Linked DNA regions of Sus scrofa: all the other regions are linked to region 1. Evidence: chromatin contacts called from public Hi-C and promoter capture Hi-C data. All regions are on one chromosome and are shown on one strand. Each heading gives the region's core, a stretch centred on a gene start, on an enhancer-like site or on the middle of the called end of the contact. The rest is flanking DNA. Distances are from core to core; before and after follow the strand shown. Region 1 holds the start of LOC102161584 (proline-rich protein HaeIII subfamily 1-like). Region 2 holds the start of NFATC3 (nuclear factor of activated T-cells, cytoplasmic 3). Region 3 holds the start of DDX28 (probable ATP-dependent RNA helicase DDX28). Region 4 holds the start of NUTF2 (nuclear transport factor 2).

Region 1 (6,635 bases), core at 1,225-3,724:
CCTAGCCTGGAAACTTCCATATGCCACAGGTGCGGCCCTAAAAAGCAAAAAAGAAAAAAACAAATATCTTCTCTGTTGAAAAGGCAATTTATAATAGCATAGAGAATTAGTGAATTTAGTCCAAGCAACACTTTTGTATTGGAGATGATATATTGTCACTAACATGGCTCAAAAGGAATGTCCCTGAAAACTGAAGGGTGACTAAAAATAAGATCAAAAGTGGAAAAATGCACAAAGGTACTGCCAGGTAAGATCTGAAGATAGCAACTAGAGAAAATCTGGGGATGTTAAAAAACAAAAAGAAAACATATATATATACACACACACACACATATGGTATGCCGAATCCACACATTCAATTGTGAACCATGGTCTTCAAAGTTATATATTATTTGCCATTATTCCTTGTAAACCTTTATGTTCCTAATCAAACTATTAAATTATGACAAATTTTACCTATTTGAAGAGGTACCTAATTTTTGGCAAAAAAGCCCGAAGTCACCTGAAACAAGATAGGTAAATAAGGTAAGACAGATGGTCAACTAGGTTTCTGGTTTAAAAGAAACTAAACAGTGCTTACAAAGTAAATAATGTGAAGTAAATTTTATGCCGGCAACATCCCTGCAGCAATATACCAGCCTCTAGAAGTGCATTCTGCCAGCAGGCACCAACCACTCTGCAAGGCTCTGCTACAGGTCCTCCTCAGGGCCCTAGACGCCGTTGCTTCTGCCACGCCCAAGGAACTCCCCTAGCCCCCAGAAGTCCTTGGTGGGTGCCTTCATTTTCATGTGGTGTTTAAAGCAAAATTCTAAATTCTAATGCATATTAAAACTCTAATTAAAATCCTAATGCATATTAAGGATAACTTTTACAGCTCCTAAACTTTAAGTTGGTTGAATGGATCTCTAAAGATAACTTTTACAACTACTCTTTTTTTTTTTTTTTGCTTTGCTTTTTATTTTTTCGGGCCACACCCGTGGCATATAGAGGTTCCCAAGCTAGGGGTCTAATGGGAGTTGTAGCTGTTGGCCTACGCCACAGCCACAGCCACTTGGGATCCAAGCAACAGCTCACAGCAACACCGGATCCTTAACCCACTGACCAAGGCCAAGGATTGAACCTGCAACCTCATGGTTACTAGTCGGATTCGTTAACCACTGAGTCATGACGGGAACTCTCCCTCCATTTATTTTCTGTAAATTTAGTTTTCCAATAAAAACTAAGTACAGACCTTGGCATTTAGGAAATCTCAAAGGATAGCAACTCTGTGGACAAGATCTACAGCATTAAAAAAACAGAAATGATCTGTAAAACCAAAAAGCTGGTGACTGTATATATGGTACAAATCAATTAAGAAATAAAATATCATCTATGGAGCACAATGCTAACTTGGGAAAATAAGATTTCCTCCTAACTCAACTGCAGACTTTAATCTGTGCGGAGCTTATTTTAATAAGTAAAACATGCCACTTGCCACCCACAATTTCAAAAAGAAAGTAAAACTGAAAAGTACAAGAATGCCAAAAATTATACAAATGGCCTAATATATTAGTCAATTAAACATGATTCTATTCCTAAGCATGACAGTCCAATTGCATTTAGTTACTTAGCACAATTTTATTGTGGAGAAGGAACATAATGTTGAAAAGACTCCCCAGTTGAGGCATCTGGTGCAAAATTCTACAGATTGAGATTACACAGAGTAGACCAATCAATTTTGCTTATTAGCACCAGGCTGTTTTAATTTCCTCATAAACTTAATATAGCTTTCCTGCCCCCTCAAAAGTTAATCAATACTTTCCCCTTTCTAAAGCTACCCAAGTTGATACATCAACTGCTGCACCAGTGTATTAAGGTACCAGAATATCTGAGGAAAAAGAAAAGACTGATAATTCAACAAGCAGCTTTTTAACGACGCAAGAAGACTTAAGGACAGAGTGAATTTAACACACATGCCCTGTTTAGCCTCTTTTGCCCCCTAAAGGGGTTTAAAATTTTAACTTTCCCAGCCGATCTAAACTCAAAGAAAGCATGAAGCCTATACATATGTGAATGTTTACTTATTGCTGAACTCAGGGCTACAGGAAGGAAGTCAGCTACTAAAGAGTAGTTACATTAAGCGTAGATATTTATAAACCAACTGCAACTACTGACCCAGGATTCAATTACAACATCAACCCTCATATTTCAGCATATGGGCAAATTACCAGTGGAGTCAAGAATAAATTCATTCTGCCCTACTGGCGCTTTAGATCAGGTTGCACAATCCCGGGGCAGAACTGCCTTCGCCTAGCCCTAAAGCATCAGGTACTAAGAACTGTACGAAGTCAGCGTCAGGATGTTTTAAATTTTAAAGCAAGAGGAAAACCCAAGAGTAGCCTGAACCAATTTAGCCAGCCCATAAACCCGAATTGACGAATTAGTCACGTCACTTGAGAATGAAATTAAGTTTTGATCCCTTTGAGATCTTAGCGCAGTCAGGCTGCTATCACTGCAAGAGGAATCTGACCCTGCCTCGAGAAAAACTACTTGTTGTCGAACTCGTGCCCTTTCAGCCCACCATGGGGGGGCCGCGCCAGTCGGGTAGGGCGAAGAGCTAGTTTGGGGGCGCAGCCGGGCCAGGCGGGGGCGGCGAGCGCGCGTCCCCCCGCCCGCTCCGGCGGCGTCGAGGCGCGAGCAGCTCAGCCAGCCTTGCAGAGGGAGCTCTCGGCAGCTCTGGGGTCCCTCTGCTCGCAGCCGCAGCAGCGCCGCCTGCGCCACTCGGTGGAGACGGAGACCAGCGGCGGCGACGTGCGGACTGGGAGCGACCGCCGAGCAGCCAGGCGGCGGGGGACACTCGCAAGGCGCGGGTAAGTGCCAGGGACCAGGTGGGCTGGAGAATACGCAGCCCAAGAGGCGCTGGCAAGGGCCCGACAACCATACTAAACGGAGACCCGGCTACACGCGCGGTTACTGGGGGCCTGGGCTCTAGAGCGAAGCGGTGCGGAAGCCGGGGAGCGGAGATCGCCTCTCGGCTGGGGCCACCCGACGCGGGAGGGGCGGAGGGCAGAGGGCGGGCCACGGCCGGGGAGATCCACCGGGCCAAGAGCCGGCCTCGAGGGCAGAGACAAAGGAAGGAAAATGGAGTCGCCAGCGCGCGGGCCTCTGTAGCCGCCGCCGCCAGAGGCCTAGCGCGTCGTCAAGAGGGAGGCCTAGCGGGCGGGAGGAGTGCGGGGGGTGGGGGGGAGCCGGCCGGGCCGCGGCGGCGACGGGCAATGGCGGCGGCCGCGCCGCAGCAGGGACGGTAGAGGGAGACAAACACCCCCCGGCGGCGGCGCTGGCGCCGGGCTGCAGCCAGCGCCGACCGGAGCGGCCCCATCGTGACACCTAGAGGCGGCCCGCGAAACCTCCTCCACCCGGGGCCCCCTTACCTCCGCGCCACACCCCCCGCAGCGCTCGCTCCGCCGCCGCTCCACCGCTCCGGCCACCCGGCGTCTCTAGCCAGCTCCGCGCACCCGCACGGGCTGCCGCCGCCGCCGCTGCCGCCAAAGAAGCAGCTCCGCGCACGGTTTAATCGCTCCACAGGCTCGGACACAAAATGGCGGCGGCGCGGTGCAGTGCGCCTGCGTCGGCGCTGCCGGGGCCGCGGGTGCTGATAAGGGAAGGGACGGGTTGGGGGGGGCCGGCCGGGCGACTAGTGGAGGGCGGGGGAGGAAAGGTGAGGGGAGGGGTTGGCGCAGGGCAGCATGGGAGGCAGCCCCGGGCGCCAACTTTCAAAAGCGGGCGCGATGGCGTCACGGGACGCGCTGCGGGTCGCGTCACGCCGCACGCGCTCTCGACTCGTCCCGCGTGGGCTCTGAGGGCACCCGATGTCCGGGCACCCGCGGGGTGGGGCTTCCTGAGTAGGTGCCGTCGCCTCTGGGCGGTCCAGGAACCCGGTCCTGTTGACCTGGTTCCTTAGCTGCGGTCTCCCGCCCTGAATCAGTAAGGGCGGGGGTGGGAGGGAGGGTGTTTGGAGGAAGCGCGCGCGGGACTAGGCTGTGGGGCTGAGGCGGCTCTTGGGCGGGGCGCGGCCCCAGTCTCCGCCCTAGCCGGTCGGGACCCGCCCTCCGAGAGGAGCGCGGCACTGCTACCCGCCACCCGCTAAGGCCGGGCGGATCCCCTCTCACTCCCAGCTCCTCAGAAACGATCCAACGCCCGCGAGTCACGGCGAGCAGGGCAGTCCTTGCCCAGTGGCTTTGGGGATCTCTCCGCCCTTCAAGAGGGCTCCTAATACGGGGTATCACAGAAGAGGGCTAGGGCTTCTTAGGTGCCCAGGCCACTTCATCCCGGAGAGGCCGACGGAAGGCCAGACTTTATGCTTTAACACGATCCTAGCAGTGTTTTGCCGAAAGCGCTTTTTGTATTTGGCGCGGTGTAAATCTGTGTTTTAAAACGTATATTTCTTATCTTTGCCCGAGAACTATTACGCTCTCTGTGGGCGGAGTCCTTCAGCCCCTCACCATGCGGTCGCCCTCCCACCCTTACTATGCACCTGCGGAGTCTAGCCAGTTGACAATAAAGTTCACTAAAGACCGACTGGAAGATGTTCTGATGGTTCAGGGAGGAGAGCTTTGGTTCCCATAAGGGAATCCAACTCAGGACTATATTCTTTACTTCCTTACCTTAGATCTCGGGGAACAAACGGACCCAGCATCTAGGGGACACTTCTCCATTGAGCTGATTGTTCCATTATGAGAATGCTAACCCAATGTTGACAGATCTGGGTTTGTTTTTGCTTTGTTTTTTTAAAGAAAATCTGGATGTTTGTGTGTGTGTCTGTGTCTGTGCGTGTGCGTGTGTGTGTGTAAAATCTCCAGGTGCTGGCAACTAAGTCAGATGTTTTAAAACTGCATAAGCTGGAGTTCCTCTTGTGGCTCAGGGATTAACAAACAACTAGGGGTTTGATCCCTGGCCTCGCTCAGTGGGTTAAGGATAGGGCATTGCTGTGAGCTGTGGTTTAGGCTGCAGACAAGGCTCGGATCCAGCGCTGCTGTGGGCTGTGGTGTAGGTCGAAGATGTGGCTCAGATCCTGCATTGCTGTGGCTGTGGTGTAGGCCGACTGCTACAGTCTGATTGGACCCCTAGCCTGGGAACCTCCATGTGGCACAGGTGTGGCCCCAAAAAGCCAAAAAGCCAAAAAAAAAAAAAAAAAAAAAAAAACCAAAGGGTTCTAGAGCATCTTTATTTGCTATTGGAAGTGATACAGGAGAGTGAAGGGCTCGCTTGACTTAAATCAGGATGAGATCCATGGAACGGTATAAGGAAACTGGGCAGACTGACCCGATAGGAACAGGATGCTTCTACTGTGGTAATTAGGATAACAAAGGTGAAGATGGATGCAAATACAGGGGAGAGAGAAAACAAGCTTGCACTTTTCCTAGGAGGACTGTCTTGGTGAAATCAGTGCCCATTTAAAGTTTGTGATCATGAGTTTAAAGTTAAACCAGTTGGCCCAGTGTGTGGTTTTTCTCCAGCAACATTCAGCTGTTTGGGTACAGACATGAAGAAAAGGGATAATTTGGTTTCTCAGTACCAGGATCCAAGTTTTCTGATTTCTAATCTCAGGTACTTGCTTTATGTGACTATTTTAGAAGTATTTGGAAATTTTCATGGGACTCCTTTTTCTAGAAACTAAGTGATTCCAGTTGTCTCTTATCAACCTGAGGACTGAAGCAGAAAGAAAGGGCAAACTTAGGGAGTTCCCCGGTGGCTCAGTGTGTTAAGGATTTGGCATTGTCACTGCTGTGGCTTGGTCACTGCTGTGTCCAGGGTTGCATCCCTGGCCTGGGAACTTCTGCATGCCATGAGGGCATGGCCAAAAAGAAAAAGAAAGAAAAGATGAACTTAGAGGAATTACCAGACACCTCTAGAATATTTGCATTTTTCTTTCACCCTCTACTCCAAACACCTCCTGTATACTTAGGAACTATGTACTAGAAACAAAACTCACTTGCATTTAAATTCTTAGTTTCTGGAGTTCCCATTGTGGCTCAGGTAATGCAAACCCAATTAGTATCCATAAGGCCATGGGTTCAGTCTCTGGCCCCACTCATCTGGTTAAGGATCCAGCGTTGCTGTGAACTGGGGTATAGGTCACAGACACAACCCGGATATGATGTTGCTGTGGCTGTGGCATAGGCTGGCAGCTACAGCTCCAATTCAACCCCTGGGAACTTCCACATGCCTCAGATGCCCTCCCGCAAAAAAAAAAAAAAAGAGGCTTTGTAGAGATCCTCAGCCCCTTCCACCATGTGAGGATACAGCACGAAGGCACCAATTATGAACCAGGAAAAGGGCCTTCACCAGAATATGACCATGTTTAAAAAAAAAAAAATGACCATGTTGATGCCTTGACCTCAGATTTCCAGCCTCCAAAACTGTGAGCAGTAAATAGCTGCTGTTTATAAGCCACCCAGTCAGTGGTATTTTGTTATAGCAGTCCTAACGGACTAAGACTACTATATTTATAATATCAACTATAATTACAACTATATGACCTCTGAGACATTAGTTAGAAGCCAGGATTGGGGTCCAGTGGGCCGTAGAGCCTGCACTCTGAAGACAAAGATCCTATGTGCTGGTTTGATACGGCTAAGAAAATGATGAGGAACACT
Region 2 (6,635 bases), core at 2,497-4,996, 470 kb before region 1:
ATAGAATACCAGAAGCTGCCCTTTTAACAATGGCAAATAATGTTAATGAAATACATTAAACACTCAGCAATTTTAAGTTTTCTATTTACTACTGATGTATATGGTCATTTTGAAACTAGGTATTAAATAAAGGAAGTTTAAACATAATAGCTTGATTCATTCTTAACTGGAAAAAAATGAAAGCTAATACTATCCTCATATTAAAAAAAAGCTACAGACTTTAGGGTCTTAAATTTTCTTTAATGGAAAAATGCCAAAACACCTCAGTAAGCAATAATCTTTTGGGTCGCAGTGTATCTGATGTTACCAAGTGTCCAATCATCATATGTCTATTCAACATGCTTTCTCAGGATATTCAATAAATTCAGCTCCTTGGCCTGTCATCTGTCTCCATCCACTATCCCTCCACGCAAATATTTTCCCAAAATCTTCTGTATGGAAATTTAGCTGTGATGCAAGTACTCTCAAATCTTTAGAGAGAAGAAAAACCTGCAGCCCCAAATTTCCAATATCTGCTGTCTTAGAGAATTGACCAATAAAAGCCAAAGAAGTGAAAGAAGTCTCATCAACTTCCTCTACCACAAAGAAACAGCAAGCACTGACTCAAAATGTAAGCAGTACTTTTTCAATAACTGAACAAATACTAGACGCCTACTATATTAAAGGCACTATGATGGGCATCCATGAAAAAAATACAGACATTATCCCTCCCCTCATGGAATATTCCATTCCAGTGAGGAAGAGAATCCAGAAACAAACAAACGCACTAATATGACCCAATATTGATCTGAACTCTACCAAGCAATTTTACTCTCATGGCCCACTTTACTCATATAATCATCCTAAAAGTATGTCATTTAATCCACTTAGTTCTACACATTCATAATTACGCTTATTAAAATGAAACCTAGGAACTCCTAGGTAGCTCAGACGGTTAAGGATACAGCATTGTCATTGCAGTAGCTTGGGTTGCTGCTGTGGCATGGGTTCGATCTTTGGCCGGAAAACTTCCACATCTGCTAGCTCAGCCACAAAAAAGGAAAAAGAAAAGAAAAAAGAAAACTAATTTTGTGTTTCCAAATAACTTGGAAATCTTAGTTCTGAATACATAACAACCTTTTCAATAGAATTTTAAAATTAGCTGTTAGGTAGTCATAGCAGCACTATCTACAATAGTCAAAAGGTAGAAATAGCTCTTGTCCATCAATGGATGAAAAAACAAACTGGAATATATATACAATAGGGTATGATTCACTTATAGAAAGGAATGAAGTACTGCTACGTTTTACAACATGGATGAACCACAAAAACACTACGCTAAGTGAAAGAAACCAGACATAAAAGGTCACATATGTATGATTCCATTTAGATGAAATATCCAGAATGGGTAAATTCAGAGACAGAACCCAGACCAGGGAATACGCTGCCAGAGACTGGGAGGGGACAAAGGAGAATGAGGAGCAACTGCTTAATGGGTTTGGGGTGTCCTTCTGGTGATGAAAATGTTTTGGAACTAGACAGAAGTGGTGGCTACACAGCATCGTGAATGTACTAAATGCCACTGAATCATTCAATTTGAAATGGTTTATGTCACGTGTATTTCACTCTAATTTTTTAAAATCTATCAAAAAATAGCTACTAGACTATTGTATAGTGAACTTTTTGTCACAAATAAAACTGCTCAAGCTTAAGTTTGCAAATTCCGGGAGTTCAACCTTAATCCCTAGATCTATTTTGATATCAAAATGGTTTGGGATCAGGGACTATGGCAAAAATTTCTTAAAAAGCTGTTTCCATAGCTTTTAAATGTCATTTACGTACTGTTTCAGATGTATATACAGCTCCTACTTACATGATGATACTCATTTAATATTCTCCTGTTTGGTCAACATCTTTATTGATCATGTATGTGGTATATATATAATGTGCTCTAATCAAGTTTGTGTTCCAAAAGTTTGCTTACATCATTAACTATCTTCTCCATGATGAAAATACTCATTCAAACAAGAGTCCTGAATGCTACTTTTCCCACAAATGCCACTTTTCCCATTTCTACCACTATTGTAACATGCATCACCGTTCAAGTCAGTCTAGTAACAGTTATTTGGGTTATGTGCATCCATCATAACACTACAAAGTACCTAACATACCTTCAACATAATTGCTGCTCAGATGATGTCAGTGGAACTGAAATAAACGCAACCGAGAAATAACTACTACCATAAACTATTACGTTGAAAAAGACATTTAACATATAAATACTAACAGGACTGATAATACAAATACTTCCTTATGCCATACATTCAGATGTGTTTTTTAGTGCAACCCTACAGAACAGTCTGTTGAGCATCAATATCAACATGAAGTAATTCGCTTAATACCCGGAAAGAATAAATGGAGATTAGACATATCCACCTTCCTTCTGAAATTCGCCTGCAAATGCAATAGGAAAACTGAACTTAATGAACCACAGTATTCCAAACCAGGTCACAGGAGAGCTCCAAGTCCCCAGCCATCCTGTTTCTATTTCCTGATTGGTCTGACCTCCAAGCATTATGGTGTCCACTCTTCACAATTCATGATCTCCTTTAAAACATCTTGTGAGGTGAGCTTTTTCTCAAAATAAAAATGTACTTCCAGAACTTTCTAGGAGATTTACGAACAAGGTACTCCACTTCTTAAAATTTTCTGAAACACTTTGCTCAAGAAAAGAAATCGTTTTCAGAAAAGTCCCGTTATAGTTACAGCTCGAATTAAATGTGGGCCATATTAAACTTGCACAAGTCGACGTTAACACTAAGGCATTACTCTCCTACCAAAGTAGATTTAAACAGACATGTGCTGGAATTTTAGAGAACTCCTACACTTCCAGAATGCGCATCGTTCAAATAAAGATTGTTTTTAAAACCTAGAATAGACGAAAAACCAAGCCTGCTTACACTTCATAGGGACATTTCCTCCGCACCACGCTGGCAAAGCAGCGACAACCAGACGCCACTTGGGCAGCAGCCCGGACCCTCAGACTCCAAACCCCGGGCGTCCAGGGGCCACAGCGTCCCGGAGTCGAGTTCCCCTCCAGTTTGCTTCCAGCCAAGCTGCGGCCACTTCCACGTCGCTGCGACCTACACGCCTCCTCAGCAACACACACACACACACACGACAACCAGACCTGGGACAACCAAAGGAATAGGGAGGGGACGAGCTCATGAGAGCGAGAAGAGTAGACGCTCTGCGGTCTCGCCCCGCCCGGCACCCACCTGCAGGCCGCGAGCCCGGGGGTGGCGGCGCCGACGCCCCGTCCTCGCCAAAGACGAGTTTAAAGTCGAGCTCGTCGGGGGCGCCACAATTTGCAGTAGTCATCGGCGTGGCCCAGGGTGCTGCGGCTCCTCCTCAGGCGGCGGCAGCGGCGGCGGCTCCTCAGCGCCGCTTCATGCCGGGCCGCGCCGGCCAGGAGGTCGCAGCTCCACAGCAAACTTTCCGGGCGGGGACCGCGACGCCGAGCGTTTCGTTCCGAACTCTAATACTGGCCGCGGGCCGAAACACCCTAGGAACCCCCGTCACCGCCAGTCGTCGGTGCCCAAGCTGGCACGGTCGCCTTAGACGATATTCCCCGCCCCCCCCACAGCCGCCGCCGCCACCACCACCGGCGCGCTCCCGCGCCTTGCCGCGCGCCCGGCCCCGCCCCCTACCGAGCGCCCATCTGACCTGGCAGCCCATAGGCCACCGGCCTCGCGGGCTAGCCCGACGGCCCCGCCCTCTCACTGCCCTACCGCGTGACTCAGTCCCGCAGAAGGAAGTCACGTGACTAAGGAGCGCTAGCTAGCCCTGCTACCTCTTGGGACTTGTAGTTTGGCCTGTATTCTTTCAACTATTTCTGAAATAGGACCCGGCACCGCGGTATGGGGTCCAAAACGTAATTGGATTGAGGGGCCCACCACCAGCCAATCGGAGAAGATCCCTTTCCTTATTGGGCAGACCCCATGTCGTGGAAGGAGCACAAGAGCCTTGGGATTATGGTTCCATTGACGAGCAACTGTAGGGTTATTCTTGCTGACTGGGTTTGGGGAAGGTATCAGCGCCCGGGAGGGTACGTGGATGTCACATACCCTCACCCCAAGCTCAATGGCGGAATCTGAAGAAGGCAGGGACTGGATCGAGCTTCCACCTAAGGTGGGGCGGAGCCAGAGGAGACCTGGGTTGCGCGAGTCTCAAGTCTGAGCTATCCATCGCTACAGACCCACCCCTGGGGGGCGGGGCCATTGCTCCGCTGGATGAGTCTTTGTCTGTCCCCACCACCCAACCTGGCAGCTGCTCCCTCCAGGACAGTCGGCGCGTTCGAGGCCTCGGCAAAGCCCCATGAGCAAGGTCTGTCCCGTGCTGGAAGTCAGGCAGACTGAATGGGAAAGCCTGTGGTGAACTCGCACCACCCAAGGCGCTCCGTGTCTTCTGCATCTTGTCGCACATCCACGGAAGTCAGAGAGATCGTGCTGGTCGAACCGCGTTAGTGGGGAGGAAATTACACTGTCTGAAGAACAGTTTTCACTCTCGGCCTCTCCCCAGCGGGCGTGTCTTCCCTTGAGACGATCCAAGACGTCTCCTCCTGGGGCTTGGGGTGGAGGCCATGCCCAGGGACGCAGAGCCTGGCTTGTTTACTTAGGCACAAGGTGGACCGAGAGCAGGGAGAGGTGGCAGAGACCAACTCCCCTAGCTCCAGGCCCGGAGGGGCATAGCATCCTTAAAAGTGCACTGCCAGAGTAACCAGGGTGCTGTGGCTCAGAAGCTTGCGTGTAGGTGCAAGAGCCCAAACATATCCCAAAGGCCCTGGAGAAGAGTGCAGAGATGTCTCAATATGTGGACTGGCAACCTGAGCTACCAGGGGACCCTGAGGAGAGCCCAACTAGGCCTAAGGTCAGGAGGACTGGGATCATGCAGAGAGAGCACTTGAGACGTTTATCGTGGATTGGCTCATCCCTGAGGTCATAAAACTTTTCCTGCCCTGTTCTCTGTACTCATACCTGTGCTGGTCCTGGGGACACAGATAAATTAATCTCCCTTCAGGCATCAGGGAGGGGAGGCCAGCAAAGCTATAATCACTGTGCAGAGATTAGGGCTGTGCCAAGAGCTCAGAGAAGGTACATAATCCCCCTGGCTGCAGGCTTCCCAAGAGTCTAGGAGGTATTTGGAGAGATGGACAAGGAGTACAATGGTTCCCTGCAGAGAACAGATATCCAAAGACTCAGAGACCAGAAAGTATATGCAGTGAACAGAAAGCAAAGGTAAGACCAGATGAATGGCCAGAGTGCTGCATGCCACTCCAAGGTATCTGGACTTATTCCTGAGGGCAGTGGGGAGCCATGAAAGGGTTTAGAGCAGCAGACTTCCATGTTCAGAATTCTGAACGAATCACTGAATTGAGTGGAGAGGATAGAAGCAGAAGGTAACAGTAGTCAAGGAGAGAGAGCGAATGGCATTAAGTAGGTGAAATATCCTTCCAATAAGCTGTCCTGCCTTCACAGGATCTCAACTTTGAAGACCTAAGTGTGGAATTTAGAGCCCCAACGCCACACTAACTGCAAACTTCTGCCCAGGGAGATGGCTGGTCTATATGTAACATGACCCTTAATATAGTAAAAGGCCCCAGAAGCTTCACCAGTTCACATCCTCCTCCTCATAAAACAATGCAGTTTCAGGATGTGTTCCCCCAACCTCCCCATAATACCTCCCAGGTTGTCATCTGGAGAGAGAAAATGTGCCTTCTGCTTCCAGATATGACTTTACCTGAACCAGGGGCTCAGCCAACTGAGGGGAAAGGCAAGAGGAAGACTGACCATAGAAAGGTCCACCCCAGCACTGGGAAGGGGCTACAGAAACTACAGATGGCTTGAAAAACCCACCCATTCATTAAATGGTCAGCAATGCCTCTGTGTTCCAAGCCACCGTGCACCTGGAGAACACATAAAAGGGGCCATGACTTGGGGAAGGTTTCTGCTCTGGAGGAAACTGAGAACCCTAACCTGGAGTGATAAGGGCTGGGGCAGGGGTGGGCACCAACTGCAGCAAGAATGTCACCACCTTTGTGAGAAAGGCAGCAATGGCTGAGAACTCTGCAAGCTGTGACGAATCAATATACACACATCATACACACACTCCCCATTCCCTTTCCTTAGCTAAGGCCAAGACCTCCCTCAGAAGCTCTTCCTCAGGCCAGCTCCAAAGCTTTCTGAGATGGCAGGAGACCATATGACCCACCTCCAGCCCTCTGAGAACCCTGCGAAGCCAGGAGGCCCAGAGACCCATTTTAATAGAGAGTCGCCCAGACTGGGCCAGGCAGGTGGACACAGGCTGCGTGCATTTCTGTCCAGCCCCTCTCCCTCCTGTGTGAATGCCAGCCAGGCCTAAGTTGAGGGAAAACCATCTCTTTCATAAGCTTCACAAGCTTGGCTCTGAGCCCCCATGACTGAAGGCTCTCCTGTGGCCTCTGAGCCATGGGATGGTCTAGTTAAGCTCAGTCCAGCCCCCCTAGTTCCACATTAGGGGGAATAGAAGCCTTGGAGGAAAGTCAGAGTTTAGAAAAGCTCTTTCTCTCCACACCACACATTCCCCCTCCCACCCCCACCCCACGAGCTCTTATTTGA
Region 3 (6,635 bases), core at 1,813-4,312, 420 kb before region 1:
AGCTCAGATCCCGAGTTGCTGTGGATATGATGCAGACTGGCAGCTGTAGCTCCAATTCGGCCCCTAGCCTGGGAACCTCCATATGCTGCTGGTGCAGCCCTAAAGAGATAAACAACACACAAAAAAAGAAAAAGAAAACAAAACAGACAAAAAGTCCTGCTCTGGTAGAGCTTTCACTCCAGTGGGGAAACAGGCAAAGAGAAAAAAAGAAGCATAACAAATAATTAATACAGTATGTTCGATCCCTGGCCTTGCTCAGGATCCAGCATTTCAGTGAGCTGTGATGTAGGTCGAAGACAAAGCTTGTATCTGGCGTTCCTGTGGCTGTGGCATAGGCCAGTAGCTACAGCTCTGATTTAACCCCTAGCCTGGGAACTTCCATATGCCACAGGTGCGGCCCTCAAAAGATTTAAAAAAAAAAAAAAACACTCAGATGTCTTAAGGGCATCTTCTACTAAGTTTGTACAAAACAGGAGTTCCCACTGTGGTGCAGAGGAAACAAATCTGACTAGTAACCATGAGGTTGTGGGTTCAATCCCTGGCCTCACTCAGTGGGTTAAGGATCTGGGGTCACTGTGAGCTGTGGTATAGGTCGAAGATGCAGCTCGGATTTGGCATTGTTGTTGCTGTGGCTGTGGCTGTGGCTGGCAGCTGCAGCTCTGATTCAACCCCTACCCGGGGAACTTCCACATGCTGCGGATGCAGCCCTAAAAATAAAAATAAAACTTAGAGAGTAAAATCAACTATACTTTAATAAAAAAATAAATAAAAATTAAAATAAACTTAGGGAGTAACCAGGCAACATAAGTTACCATGGCAGCCCTTGCAAAATATTACCAAATGAGATTGTTACACCCAGAAGCTTACACTTTTTTCCACAATAAGTAAGCCTGCCTTATTTCTAAAGCACTATGCTATAAAATATATATCTCAATAGCAACTATAAGTTACTCAGTGTTTGCTGTGAGCAAGAGGAAAAGAGAGGGGCCTTACCAGTATCTAAAGAAATCACAAGAAGAATCTAGGGCCCATGGACAGAGACAGAGACAGACTTAGACTCCCATCCCTGTGATATTTTTGAGGTAATCCCATTATAAGGGCTCAAGCATGAGAAAGCAGCCACTAATGAGCTACTCTGTCCCAAATATCTGGACAAAAGTCAAATGTAAATACATACCTATGTATTATTTTTTTCAGATAATTCCTTCAATGTGTCTGTTCTGGCTTGGTGCAAAGCAATTCTTTGTTTACTATCTGAAAAAAACAGTGGCACACATCAATGGATAAAATCTGTCAGAGCAGACATCCAAGGAGCTCTTCAGCTAAGGAACAGGGAGCTCTGAGTTCCTAGAAAAATCATAAAAGCAGTGTGGAATCACATCTTGGAGCATCCTTTATATGAACTCCCTTTAGCATATCACCATCAGTGGTAATCAGCCTGTATATGAACCTTTCAATGACAGAAAACCCCAGCACTCTCAAGACAGATTTGCACAATTTTAGTTGCTACAGCCATCTTTCAGAATCTGACTCCCTGTCACGCATCAGACCCAGTCTGCTTTTTTAGAATGGTACATCCCCACAGCATACCTCATCTCTTTGCCATCCGGCACATTCCCCAAACACATGAGGACAACTCTCCCTAAAGTTCTCTTCTCCAGCATCACCCTCTTGAATCACTCCTTCCTGTGTTTATGACTTGCAGGGCCTTCCTGAGGTTTCCTGATCCCAAAGCCATGATAAGCAACAGCATAAATATGCCTGCTACAGAATGAGCAGGACCACACAAGAGTCTGGCAAATGTCACTACCTGAAATGAAAGCACATGTGGTAACCTCAGCCTCTCTTCAGTCCTCATCCTCTACCCAAAGTTTCTCAACAGCACGCTATTGACATTTTGAGCCAGATAATTCTTTTTTTGGAAGGAGCTGTCCTGATCATTATTTAGCAGCATCCTGGACTCTATCCAAAGGAAGAGCCTATAGCACCTCCCCAGATGTGACAAAAATGTCTCCAGCCATTATCAAATGTCTTAGGGGAAAGGTGGGGGCAAAATTACCCTCAGTCAAGAGCCACTGCTCTATCCAATGATCTTGTTCACCCAAAACTTCTCCTCTGCTGGTTTAACAGGTAACTCTCCAGAAAATTTAATTGTGCGTCAAAACGCTATCTGAAATTTAATAGTATTTATAATGGTATTTGATGATACTACAACTCATTCTCCAGAAGTTAGGAACCACCCAGATGCTTTATCTACATTTACCTTATCTTTTTACCCCAGGCACTGAAGACTACAGAAATGATCAGACACCCATTTTCTGGATCTGTTCAAGTACCAACAGTGTAGGGCTTTTTTGCAACCTGAACAACTAAATTTAAGTAAAATATTTTGTCTGACCATGGCTTTGTGAGACAAACCACATACTGGTAGCAGTACATGGTTCACTACTAGTCAAGTAATTTAGGTAAGGTGAGTGGGAAGCCAGTGGAGGTGAGCGAGCTAACTGAAGAAGTAGTGGGTTCTTGATGAGAAGTTGGAAAGGGTGACAAAGGAGTGGAGAGTGAACCACCGCTGAAGAGGAAGGGGAAAAGTATGAAGAAATGAGTTCTCTTGAAATAAAGACTGAAGAGAGGATACTCTGAAGGCCATCAGATTGCTCTCTGGGCCCTCAGCTCTCCAAGGGCCTGGTGGAAAAGAGTTAATCTAGGTCCCCTGGCCTGATCATTCATTCAAACTCTCACTAACTACTTGTATTAAAAGACCTTACACGGAGACCACATCTGGGAAAACATCGCCGCACCCTAGGAGTTTACAGAAGGGAGACCATAACTGGACAAGATATCACAGGAGCTCTGAAGGCGACAGAGAAGAATCGCAGGGATCGGACATCATACCGCCAGAAGTCCTCCGCCCTCCTGGTTCGTAATGCCAGGACCTCATCGCCTCGTAACGCCGAACCCCAGTACTGCCTCAATCGTGCACCTCTCCCCACGGTTGGCCCGAGCCCGGACGTCACCACCCCCGGTTTGGGCCTACAGACCTTACAGCTGCTGAACTCTACAGATCTTTCCTCGCTCCTCACAGTTCGCCTATTCCGCACGCTTTACTGAGCCGCGTCAGCCACCGTCCTCAAAGCCTTGGCGCATCTGTGACGTCACTGCATTGCGCCTCTCCGGCAACACGGGGACCATGGCTCTAGCACGTCAGCTTCGGCTGTTATCGCTCGTGACTCGGTTGCATCTGGCGCCTCGACGGGATCTAACGGTCCGCGGTCCCGACGAGCCCCTGCCAGTGGTGCGCATTCCGCGGGCTCTACAACGGCGTCAGGAACAGCGGCAGAGGGGGCAGCAGGGCCCCCCGCGGCCGGTCTTGGTGAGACCTGGCCAGCTGCTGATCTCGGCGCGGCGGCCGGAGTTGAACCAGCCCGCGCGTCTCACGCTGGGCCGTTGGGAGCCCGCACCACTCGCTTCACGTGGCTGGAAGAATCGGCGCGCCCGCCAGGACCACTTCTCAATCGAGCGCAAGCAACAGGAGGCCCCAGCGTTGCGGAACCTCTCGTCCAAGGACAGCTTTGCCGATCTGGGTCTGGAGCCCCGCGTGCTGAGCGCACTGCAAGAGGCTGCTCCCGAAGTCGTTCGGCCCACAACCGTTCAGTCAAGTACCATTCCCCCTCTACTTGGTGGCCGCCACATCCTCTGCGCTGCGGAGACCGGCAGTGGCAAGACTCTTGGCTACATGCTACCTCTGCTTCAGCGGCTCTTGGGCCAGCCAAGCCTGGACTCCTGTCGTATCCCTGCTCCTCGAGGCCTGGTTCTTGTGCCTTCTCGAGAATTAGCTGAACAGGTACGGGCCGTGGCCCAGCCCTTGGGCAGCTCCTTGGGCCTCCAGGTGCGGGAGTTAGGGGGAGGCCATGGCATGAGTAGGATCAGACTGCAACTATCCAAACAGCCTCCAGCAGATGTACTAGTGGCCACTCCGGGGGCTCTGTGGAAGGGCCTGAAAAGTCAGCTGATCAGCCTGGAGCAGCTCTCCTTCTTGGTGTTGGATGAGGCAGACACACTATTGGATGAAAGCTTTCTGGAACTGGTGGACTACATCTTGGAGAAGAGCCACATAGCAGAAGGCCCAGCTGACTTAAAAGACCCCTTCAATCCCAAAGCTCAGTTAGTGCTGGTAGGGGCCACATTTCCTGAAGGTGTAAGCCAGCTGCTGAGTAAAGCTGCCTGCTTAGACTCTCTAACCACCATCACCAGTTCCAAGCTCCACTGCATCATGCCTCATGTCAAACAGACATTCATGAGGCTGAAGGGGGCAGAGAAGGTGACTGAGTTGGTGCAGATCCTCAAGCAGCATGACAGAGCATATAGGACTGGGTCCGCAGGAACTGTTCTGGTGTTCTGTAATAGCTCCAGTACTGTGAACTGGTTGGGATATATTCTGGATGACCACAAAATCCAACACTTAAGACTTCAGGGACAAATGCCAGCCTCAATGAGGGCAGGTATCTTCCAGTCCTTCCAGAGGGGCTCCCAAGACATACTTCTCTGCACAGACATCGCCTCTCGGGGCCTGGACAGCACCCAGGTGGAGCTAGTTATCAATTATGATTTCCCTCTTACCCTGCAAGACTACATCCACAGAGCAGGGAGGGTGGGCCGTGTGGGAAGCAAGGTGCCAGGCACTGTCATCAGCTTTGTGACCCACCCTTGGGATGTGAGCCTGGTTCAGAAGATTGAGCTGGCAGCCCGCCGGAGGAGAAGCCTTCCAGGACTAGGGTCCTCAGTGAGAGAGCCTTTGCCTCAGCAAACCTGATTACAGCCGGCTTTAGTATGATGCCAAAACAGGGATCTTTACCTGTGTGTGTTGGGTAGGTGAGCACACTAGTCATCGCTCTGGACAGCCTGCTCCCCTTCCTGAAGGCCTGGGCTGCTCTCTGGCTTCAGAAGATAAAGCTCCTGGCCAGCACTGAAAGGTGAACTGCTGAGCGTGGCTGTCTGTGGTCTTTCATGTGAAAAATAAAGTCGATTTTGGCTTTGTATTACATCATGATTTCTAACAATAGTGATGTTTTTGTAGGCATCCCTTGGTGATAGTTTCCACTGGGGCAGAATTTGTTGTATTCTGAGAAGATTTACACTCCAAACCTCCACCCCTAAGATAAAGGTTCTTTGAATTGATGTTTTAGTTTAGATTTTATTTCCTGCCCCCAAAACATCCACTAAACCATTAAGAGGAGAATGGGATGTGACTAGCAGTAGAGAAACATCTTCTTCACCAACAATGGCAAGCTTAGGCACTTTCGGTGAAATCTGTCTGGGAAGTACTGGCAGACTGACACGGGGTATTGCTAGGTGTGCATTTCCAGCTCTCCCTTCTTTCTCATCTCTTGGTGGCAGAGGAGGAGAGAAGATTAAACTTTTTTACAAAACTGGCAAAATAAGCTTATGGCCTCCTCTCACTATCTCTTAGGTTTTAGTCTCTGCAGCATTATATAAGCTTTGCCTAAATAATGAACAGATGAAAGTCAAATGTACTATTTCACAAAACAACTTAAAACCACTTGCACACTGAGAAGGATTAAGTTGCAGAGAACAGAAATGGACCCAGAACAACCTTTACCAAAAAAGAATATTGTGCTACATGTACAATCATAGCTCTTTGCATATAAAGAAACAGAAGAACAAAAGAACTTGCTCAAAATCACACAAGTAGGATAGAATCTGGTCTGTCTGTCCTAAAGGTTGTGTTTTTTAACCACCATGCTAGCTTTTGTCACATATGTTTCATGCACAGAATAACTACATCTCTCTTTGCCTTGAATATTCCCTCTTTACATCTATGCCTAGTGCAGTTTGTTTTTTTGTTTTTGTCTTTTTGCCAGTTCTTGGGCCGCTCCTGTGGCATACGGAGGTTTCCAGGCTAGGGGTAGAATCAGAGCTGTAGCTGCCAGCCTACACCACAGCGACAGCAACTCGGGATCTGAGCCGCGTCTGCAGCCCACACCACAGCTCACAGCAACGCCGGATCCTTAACCCACTGAGCAAGGCCAGGGATCGGACCTGCAACCTCATGATTCCTAGTTGGATTCGTTAACCACTGAGCCACGACAGGAACTCCCTAGTGAAGTTTTTAATATTACCCACTTTGTCTCAAAGGCAACCCAGGATAGACAGTAATTTGGTCACTCTCTCCATGGACCCGGAAGTTTGTTAAAAGTGCAGATTCCTGAGCCCTAATCCAGATCTGGATAAGTTTTCTGAGGGTTAGCCCAAGAATCCACGTATGTCTTTTTAAGTTGTTTTGTGGAATTCCCAGGGGAGTCTCCCACACTCTTACGTTAATAAACCATTTATTCAGCCTTCCCCAGAGGCCTAGCCAGGTAGTAGCCCCACCACATCAGAAGGATGCTCTCAAGCAAGTAATCTCCGGAGGCTTGGAGTACTCGAATGATCTCATACTGGCCCACCTACCACAACAAACCTCCAGAGCCTTCCTCTGCCTATTTTCCCTTCTCCCACTCCCAAAGGCAGTCTGCTCTATTAAGGCCTGACTTTGGCTGTCCTAACATGTACTCGCTAACTCAAGCAATTTAGGAGTAGAGAGAAGATGCTGTGGTCCTCAACCAGGGTTGCCC
Region 4 (6,635 bases), core at 1,318-3,817, 270 kb before region 1:
AAAGAACCTCAAAGCTCTCCTCTTATCTCTGAGACACAGATGGCATGCCAAATTCCAGAAGGGTCAAGGATTTCTGGGGGTCAGGATGCCTAGCAATGGCAAGCTGATCAGAGACAAAAGCTATAAGGAACTTCTTGAAGGACTGGAATGAGAGGGAGGGACCTAAATTCCTCCTACTCCTGGGTAACCATTGAGAAGGAACAGGATCTTTTTGACCTTGAAGAAGACCCTTGTGATCAAGTCACCTGGGGTTTTGGAATGTGTGAACTAATCCATAGCCATAAAGTCTTATTCACCTGAAACTAGTGTCCTAGAAAGAACCACCCCAGACAATCTCAAAAAGATCTTGCAACAACTGTTTATAGCACTGAGAGCCAACCACACTGACCTTATGTGTGTCCAGTGGGTAGTCCCTCCTTGCTGCCCACCTGCACTGGCAAACTAGGCCTCTCCTGAGCCTGCTGAATGAACCTGACTTCCACTTGCACGTGGGCTAAGATGTGGAAGGAGAGGTGAGTTCAGACGGAAGGCAGGCCCTGGTAAGGAAATCTGGACAGACCCTTGCCTGTCCTCCTTAATCAGAGAGAATGCAATTTGACTGCAGGAAAACCTGAAGGCTAGAGTTCAATGACCAGAAAAATACTACCTGGGGAAAAACTCAAGGAATAAAAAAATTCAGGGATGGTGGCCTTCTGCATCATGGGCCGAACTCAATTCTCCAATGCTGAGGCCAGGTCTGCAAAGATTCAGCTGCGTCTTCAGTCCCTGCAAGAGCTGTGGCTCAGAAGCTGCACTGGGTCAGAGGAATCAAGGTTTGACACACTATGTTTTCTCCATATTCCATGGTCTTCTCTGGACTTGTCCCTTACTACTCAACCAAGAGTGCCTTTACAAACCCTGCCAGAAGACTATTCTATGGCTAGATATTCCCCTTCTCCCGCAACTCAATGGAGTCTCTGGAGTCATCATTACAGGCAATTTCCGCAGGCCCAACCAGCTTCCTGCCTGTTCACAGGTGGCTCAGCTGTCGAAAAGTGAGCAAGCAAGTGAGGGAAGCCTGACTTTGTGCAGCCCCCAGCTCTAGTTCTGCCACCTAGGCTTCAAAAGACTCTAACACTTTCTCTTTCTTTTTTTAATTAAAGTACAGTTGATTTACAATGTTGTGCCTGACAGAGTTTCAATCTGAGCCCCAGAGTCCAAATGTGCCCCATGCCCAATGTTGCTTGCAGCCCAGCCTCCTGCTTGGCACTAGGCTCATAGACCTCAGATCCAGATTCTACTTTCCCCTCAATTAAGCCCCAACTTATCGTTATCATTCTTACAGAATCATCCTCCTCTGTGGGAGGAGGTCAGCTGACTCTGGGAGGGGAAGATGCAAGGATTAGACTGTGCCCAAGAGAACTAACAATGTGTTGGAGGCTCAAAAATTCAGCCTCACCTCCCTCGCTTCCTTCCTCCCTCCCTCCACTAACACAGCTGGCCAACCCACCGACGCTGGGGCCTGGTCACCGATAGAGAGAAGGGCCAGGGAAGGGGCTGAGGGTGTCCGGAGCCGCCTCATCACTTCGGGCCAGATCCTCCAAGGCTGGCTGGGGGTGTTGTCCCACGTGGAACCCCCTCCTGTTCCAGATTCCCTGATCTTGCCCTCTAGGGAGAAGAACCTTTGCTTGAGTTCCAGAATGGGAAATAGGTTTCGTGCACCCTCAGAAGGCAAACAAGCGAGGGAGTGTTCACCCATATTCCAGCTGAACTATGGTTGTGAACTGGGTGAGGGTAGAGCTGCGGCAGGTGGGCGCCCTCACCCAATGCTGACTCCGGAGCGGGCCGGATGGCACTTGCCCATCCCCGGATCCTCGGCAGGGGGGCAGCAGGACGTGGGGCTCGGGTCGGCCCGCTAGCCTGCCGGCAGAGTTTGCGGGACTTGGGCAGGCCGAGATAGGCCAGACAGGGCGGGGCCCAGAGAGCCCCATCTGGGTGGTCCAGACCAGAAAAAAAAACTAGCCCCGGCGCAATCGGGTGTGCCCGCCACACGCACGAGTACACCCGAAATAGGTTCCTGGCTGTCCCTCTGTGTTTCCCCCGGCCGCCGCCACAGAGGACCGGCGGGAGGCGGAGCCGCGCTCGACACATGGCCCCGGCCCCGCGCGGCTTCGGGCGGCCGGGGGGGGGGGGAGGAGGGGAGGGGAGGGGCCGCCCCGGGACTAGCTGCGGAGGCTCCAGGCGACCCGGAGCGCGGCTCCTGCGGCCCAGCCCCAGCCCCGGAGCGCTAGCCCCAACACTCACCCGAGGGGCTGGCACGATGGCGGCAGCGGCGGCGGCAACCTAGCGCGGTCTGCGACGGACTGTCCCTTCCCCCCTGCCTTCCCTTGCCACTCCGCTGCACTCTGGGAAACGGAGTCCCCCCATTCTCCTTTCCGGCGTAGGTGCGCCGGGAGAAAACTACAGTTCCCGACGTCCTATGCGCTGCGGCCCAGACACGGCCCGGAGCGCGGGAGGTGATACTAAGTCAGGGAAGGAGGCTGCCGGGGCGAGCCCCTGAGAATTGTGGTCTAGCGGAAGCCTCTGGAACAACTCGAGCTTGGCGCCAGGCTGGGGTCAGGGCTCTGTTGTCGCCAGGTCCCAGCCGGTCCGGCACCGCCCCTATTGCGCGGCAGTTCAGTGTTGGCCCTGCCTCCGTGAGATCTGGGCCTGGCCCCAAGTTGGCCTAGCAGCCCCTCCCTGGGCCCCTGAGCTGTTTCCGCCTGCAAAACCCCCTCCCCTTTGGCGCTCTGGCCACCCCTTTGACTCTTTCTGAGCGGTGCTCTAAGGCCCGCTGGGGTGGAACCCATAGCTTCTGTTCCAGTACTTGCGTCCTGCCTAGTGCCAGTTGGACCCAAAGCCGATTTCAAGCAGGAGAGGCCTTTCTTGGGCTGGAGACTCAAATACCAAGTGGGGCTTAACTAGAGACAAGATTACTCTTAAGATTTCTACAGTTAGCGTCTACAAAACATTCTCAAGGGGTATTTTGGAGCAGGCAGGGCAACTGAGTTTCATTTTATTAATAAGAAAAGAGAAATAACTGGTTTGCTCAAACTTTCCCCATGATTTAAGTGATGAAGTTGCAATCTCTCTCTCCCACCCATTTCCCTTTTCTTTCAATGCCCATTTTCGTCGTTTCCTGGGCAACACATACATTTGAAGTAAGCCTTTTGGGAAAATTCTCTGCAGCTAACCTGGGGGTAAAACAGCTACAAGGCTTCTCCTGGACAGTGATCTTGCGGTACTCTTAGTTCTTCCAGAAGAGTTTTACACCTTCACAGATCCTCACTCCTACCCCCACCCTTCCTCCTTGGAATGGCTGGTAAGACTAGGCCAGGTTTCTGTTTTTTAAATCCCAGATCTGTATTAACTTTGCCTGACTAGATTCTTGTCTTATTACTCAGTCATTGAGACACTGCATTGCCCTGCTTGTGGTGTATTTAGGACCTCCTTTGCTCAGCTTTCTTCCTTTCCCCAGAAGCTGAAATACCTGCTAGGTTGAGCGCTCACAATATCCAATACAGGACAGTCCTGGCCAGAATCTGGCCCTCACCTTGTCTTGAGAGTGCTGCTGAGAGGCTCAAGTAAGCCAAAGCAGAAATAGTGTAAGTCCTTTCAACAAACAGGAGCTTAAGGATACACTAAAGAACCCACGTTGAGCCTGGGAAAATCCTCACTCCTAGTGAAGAAGAGCAGGGACAGTTAAGAAACTGATCCATTAGCTGCTTGCAAAGGGTTTCAGTCCCAACTGGCCTGGAACAGCACTGCTGGGCTTTTACCACATTAAACTTGCCAGAACTAACCCTACAAGAGATACAATCCCTTCTGTAACTAGGCACAACCTGTGCCCCACCCGTCCTCCTCACCAGAGACTTGGGATGTCAGTACCAAGGAGCCAAGAAAAGAGCAGAATCTAAAGGGACATTTTTGAGTCATTCCAGTTCGAAGCCACAGGGAAAGCCCTCAGGGTAAGTGGCATTTTCTGTAACAGAGAAAGGAGTAATGTTGTATGAAACCTAGTTAAGTGTCCAGCTGTACCCCAACACCTATAGAAACATGGCTAGCTTTAAAGGCATTTGGAACTGGCTTTGAGCTAAAGTACTTGGAACTAAAGATAAAAACGTCATTCTGCCCCTATAATATCCAATCTAAGAAAAGACATTAACAGGCAAGAAAATGAGTCGAGGTCACAAATCCCAATTCCTATCGTTAAAGTCCTCTATGGATCCACCTCCTTCACAATGAAAGTGTACCCAGGTTAAAGTTATTTGTCCAAGAGTCCATGGATGGTTCTAGTAACTGCATTCCCATGTGTGCCAGACACTTTACTAGGCCTAAGGACTACCTATAATGGTGAGCAAAATTCAACTCCACCTGAAAATTCATAAGGAATTCAAAACCCTCATGTAAGTGGGCTGCCACAATTCAGTTTAGTTCTTACATGTTCCTTCTCCCAGATGAAAGAACACAAGGGCCCTCCCATGGACAAACCAGGATAATTTTGGTGAAATTTCCAAACTTTCTGGGGTGAGTCGGAACTCTGTGAAGACCTTATAAGGCCAGGATCTGTATACTTAGAGACCCTTTGTGGACAAACCTGGTCACTGAAGCATCTCTACTTTCAAGGTCAGACTGGTCCTTGAGACCTAAGATGGAAAAAATAGAGGCCTATCAGGAAGCCCATCTCCCCATGTTTCGGGGACCCTTAGCTGAGTCCTTATAAAAATAAAATGGCGAAACCCAAATAAAAACCTTACTTTCTGTTTAATTCGTTTTGCCAAACAAACACAGTGAAAACTTTAGTCTGACTAATTGTACAGAAAATAGAATTTGTAACCAGTAGCAAACATAACAGTATAGACCTAAGTCCCTGGCAAGCTGGATATCCATCAAGTCACCCAGACGGCCTCCTGGGAAGGAGGTTCTGGGAGGCAGAGGCACAGATCTGCCAGTTCCAATCAGAGTTACAGGGTACACCTGGAAAGGAAAAGCACAAAAAGTAGAACTGATGTTACTTGGATCTCTTATCACTACACAGGTAACTTTTCTCTGATTGCTGGCCAAATTCAAAGGTGTTGTCTTCCCAAACCCACAGTCCCTGGGCATCCAGCCTGCATCCCTAGGGTATAAGTTTCAAGTTCAGTGGTTCTGAAGCCTCTGCTTAACCAGAACCTGCAACATAAACTTGGAGGTGGGGGTGAAGGTGGGGAGGAGTAGACAAAGTCATAATCGCTGGTGTCACCAGTGTAGTCTGAGGTCCCAGACTTCCTTTAGGAGGAAACAAGAGAGGGTGCCAGGTCACCAGCAAGAGTCCAGTTAAGCCTCAGTACTGTTAACCAGTGTCCCAGAAATATGAGAGAGTTCAACAGCGGTGGCCTGAGGTCCCCCTAAGATGGTAGGAGTCCAGGAATCCCGAAGGCCGTAGGGGGACTCGTTCACATTCCGTGCTTCTTGCGGATGACAGCCATCGCCAGCAGCCGATCCTTCTCGCGGAGTTCTTCTCGGAGTTTGGCCTCAGTGAGACGCAGGTGACGGATGCTGCCCTTCATCTCCTTCATCTTCACCTCCATCAGCGCCAGGATGTCCCGCTGCTCGTTCAGCTTGCGCAGGAGCTCCTCCTCCGTGGTGCCTGATGACAACGAGTAAGAGTGGTCGGAGCCAGTATCAGGGAAGCCCTCTTCCCCTACTACCACCAACTGGGGGCCCATGGGGCACTCAGCGGCCTCCAGCCCCGCTGTAGCAGCCTCTAGCTCCGACGCAGCAGCTGCGGCGGCTGCGCCCTCTGCGGCCGCGAACTCCACTTGCACCGTCAGGTCGATGGGCTTCACGTCTTCTCCCGTGGGAGTGGTGGGCGCCGGCTGGCCAGATCCAGGAGCCTGGCTGCTGTCTACCGCGGCCTGAAGAGTGAGGAGCACAGCCGCAGAGGCAGACACTAGGTTCGGCTGCAGCTGGCCCGTCTGGGCAGTAGAGGCTGACGGCGACGGTTGCGGCGGCGGCGGCGGCTGCTGCTGCTGTTGTTGTTGCTGCTGTTGTTGTTGTTGCTGCTGCTGCTGCTGCCTGCGGCGGGCGGCTGCAGCCCCCGCGGGTCGCCGTGCTACTTTGCGCTCGTTGACGCCGCGCAGCGGGAAGATGGTGGGGACCCGCACGGTGTAGGTTTTGCGGCCGCCCTGGAAGTGGACGCTGCAGAGACGGTGGCCTGTGGTGGGCTGGAAGGTGGAGAAGCACCCACTGACGCCAGCACGGGACACATTCTTGAGCCAGAGGCGCCGCAGCTCAGCGTCCTTGGGGAACGTGTAGAAGTGCAACGCCTTATCCCGGTGCGAGTTGTTGTAGCAGCCCGGCACGCAGCACGTAAAGCCAGGCATGGCTGCGCCGCGCGGCCCGGCCCGGCCCACCGGCCTCCAGAGCCTTTCGACGGCCGGGTCTATCTGCCGCCGCCCGCCCCTCGACGGGCGGCGCCGCGCGAGGCCTTGGGCGGCCTCCCACTACTGCCGCCCGGTGCAGCCGGCCTGGCCCGGCGTCCCGTGCCCAGAATACGCCTCCCGCCGGCCCGCGCCGAACCACCCGCCCAGCCGCCCGCCTGCGCTCCGGAGTGGGCCCCGGGGACGCCGCGAAGG

What was found. Promoter capture Hi-C pulls out the DNA fragments that hold promoters and counts their contacts. Hi-C and Micro-C count contacts between places; a contact is called where the count stands out from the background.
Region 2: a contact with region 1 is called in a promoter capture Hi-C map of liver, with 5 times the contacts expected there. The contact joins the promoter of NFATC3 here to the promoter of LOC102161584 in region 1. A contact is called at or near these places in 1 of 5 promoter capture datasets (liver) and 1 of 2 datasets of contacts at active chromatin or transcription factors (skeletal muscle).
Region 3: a Hi-C map of liver shows a contact between it and region 1, with 3 times the contacts expected there. The contact joins the promoter of DDX28 here to the promoter of LOC102161584 in region 1. A contact is called at or near these places in 1 of 47 Hi-C or Micro-C datasets (liver) and 1 of 2 datasets of contacts at active chromatin or transcription factors (alveolar macrophages).
Region 4: a contact with region 1 is called in a promoter capture Hi-C map of liver, with 3 times the contacts expected there. The contact joins the promoter of NUTF2 here to the promoter of LOC102161584 in region 1. A contact is called at or near these places in 2 of 5 promoter capture datasets (fetal liver and liver), 3 of 47 Hi-C or Micro-C datasets (liver and skeletal muscle) and 1 of 2 datasets of contacts at active chromatin or transcription factors (alveolar macrophages).

The regions. Positions count from the first base shown.
Region 1 is chr6:28,192,621-28,199,255 of Sscrofa11.1, reverse strand. LOC102161584 (proline-rich protein HaeIII subfamily 1-like) reads left to right here and starts at 2,474. Exons shown (of 3, transcript XM_021094085.1): 1 at 2,474-2,849. It also overlaps a transcript of CTCF not described here.
Region 2 is chr6:28,663,569-28,670,203 of Sscrofa11.1, reverse strand. It overlaps NFATC3 (nuclear factor of activated T-cells, cytoplasmic 3), which reads right to left and starts at 3,746. Exons shown (of 10, transcript XM_021094122.1): 1 at 3,258-3,746. The coding sequence starts at 3,360.
Region 3 is chr6:28,613,870-28,620,504 of Sscrofa11.1, reverse strand. DDX28 (probable ATP-dependent RNA helicase DDX28) reads left to right here and starts at 3,062. Exons shown (of 1, transcript XM_003355776.4): 1 at 3,062-5,044. The coding sequence starts at 3,191. The coding sequence ends at 4,813. DUS2 (tRNA-dihydrouridine(20) synthase [NAD(P)+]-like) reads right to left here and starts at 3,155. Exons shown (of 17, transcript XM_005655778.3): 1 at 3,042-3,155; 2 at 1,178-1,254.
Region 4 is chr6:28,465,206-28,471,840 of Sscrofa11.1, reverse strand. NUTF2 (nuclear transport factor 2) reads right to left here and starts at 2,567. Exons shown (of 5, transcript XM_003126922.5): 1 at 2,284-2,567. It overlaps THAP11 (THAP domain containing 11), which reads right to left and starts at 6,383. Exons shown (of 1, transcript NM_001246182.1): 1 at 5,454-6,383. The coding sequence starts at 6,383. The coding sequence ends at 5,454.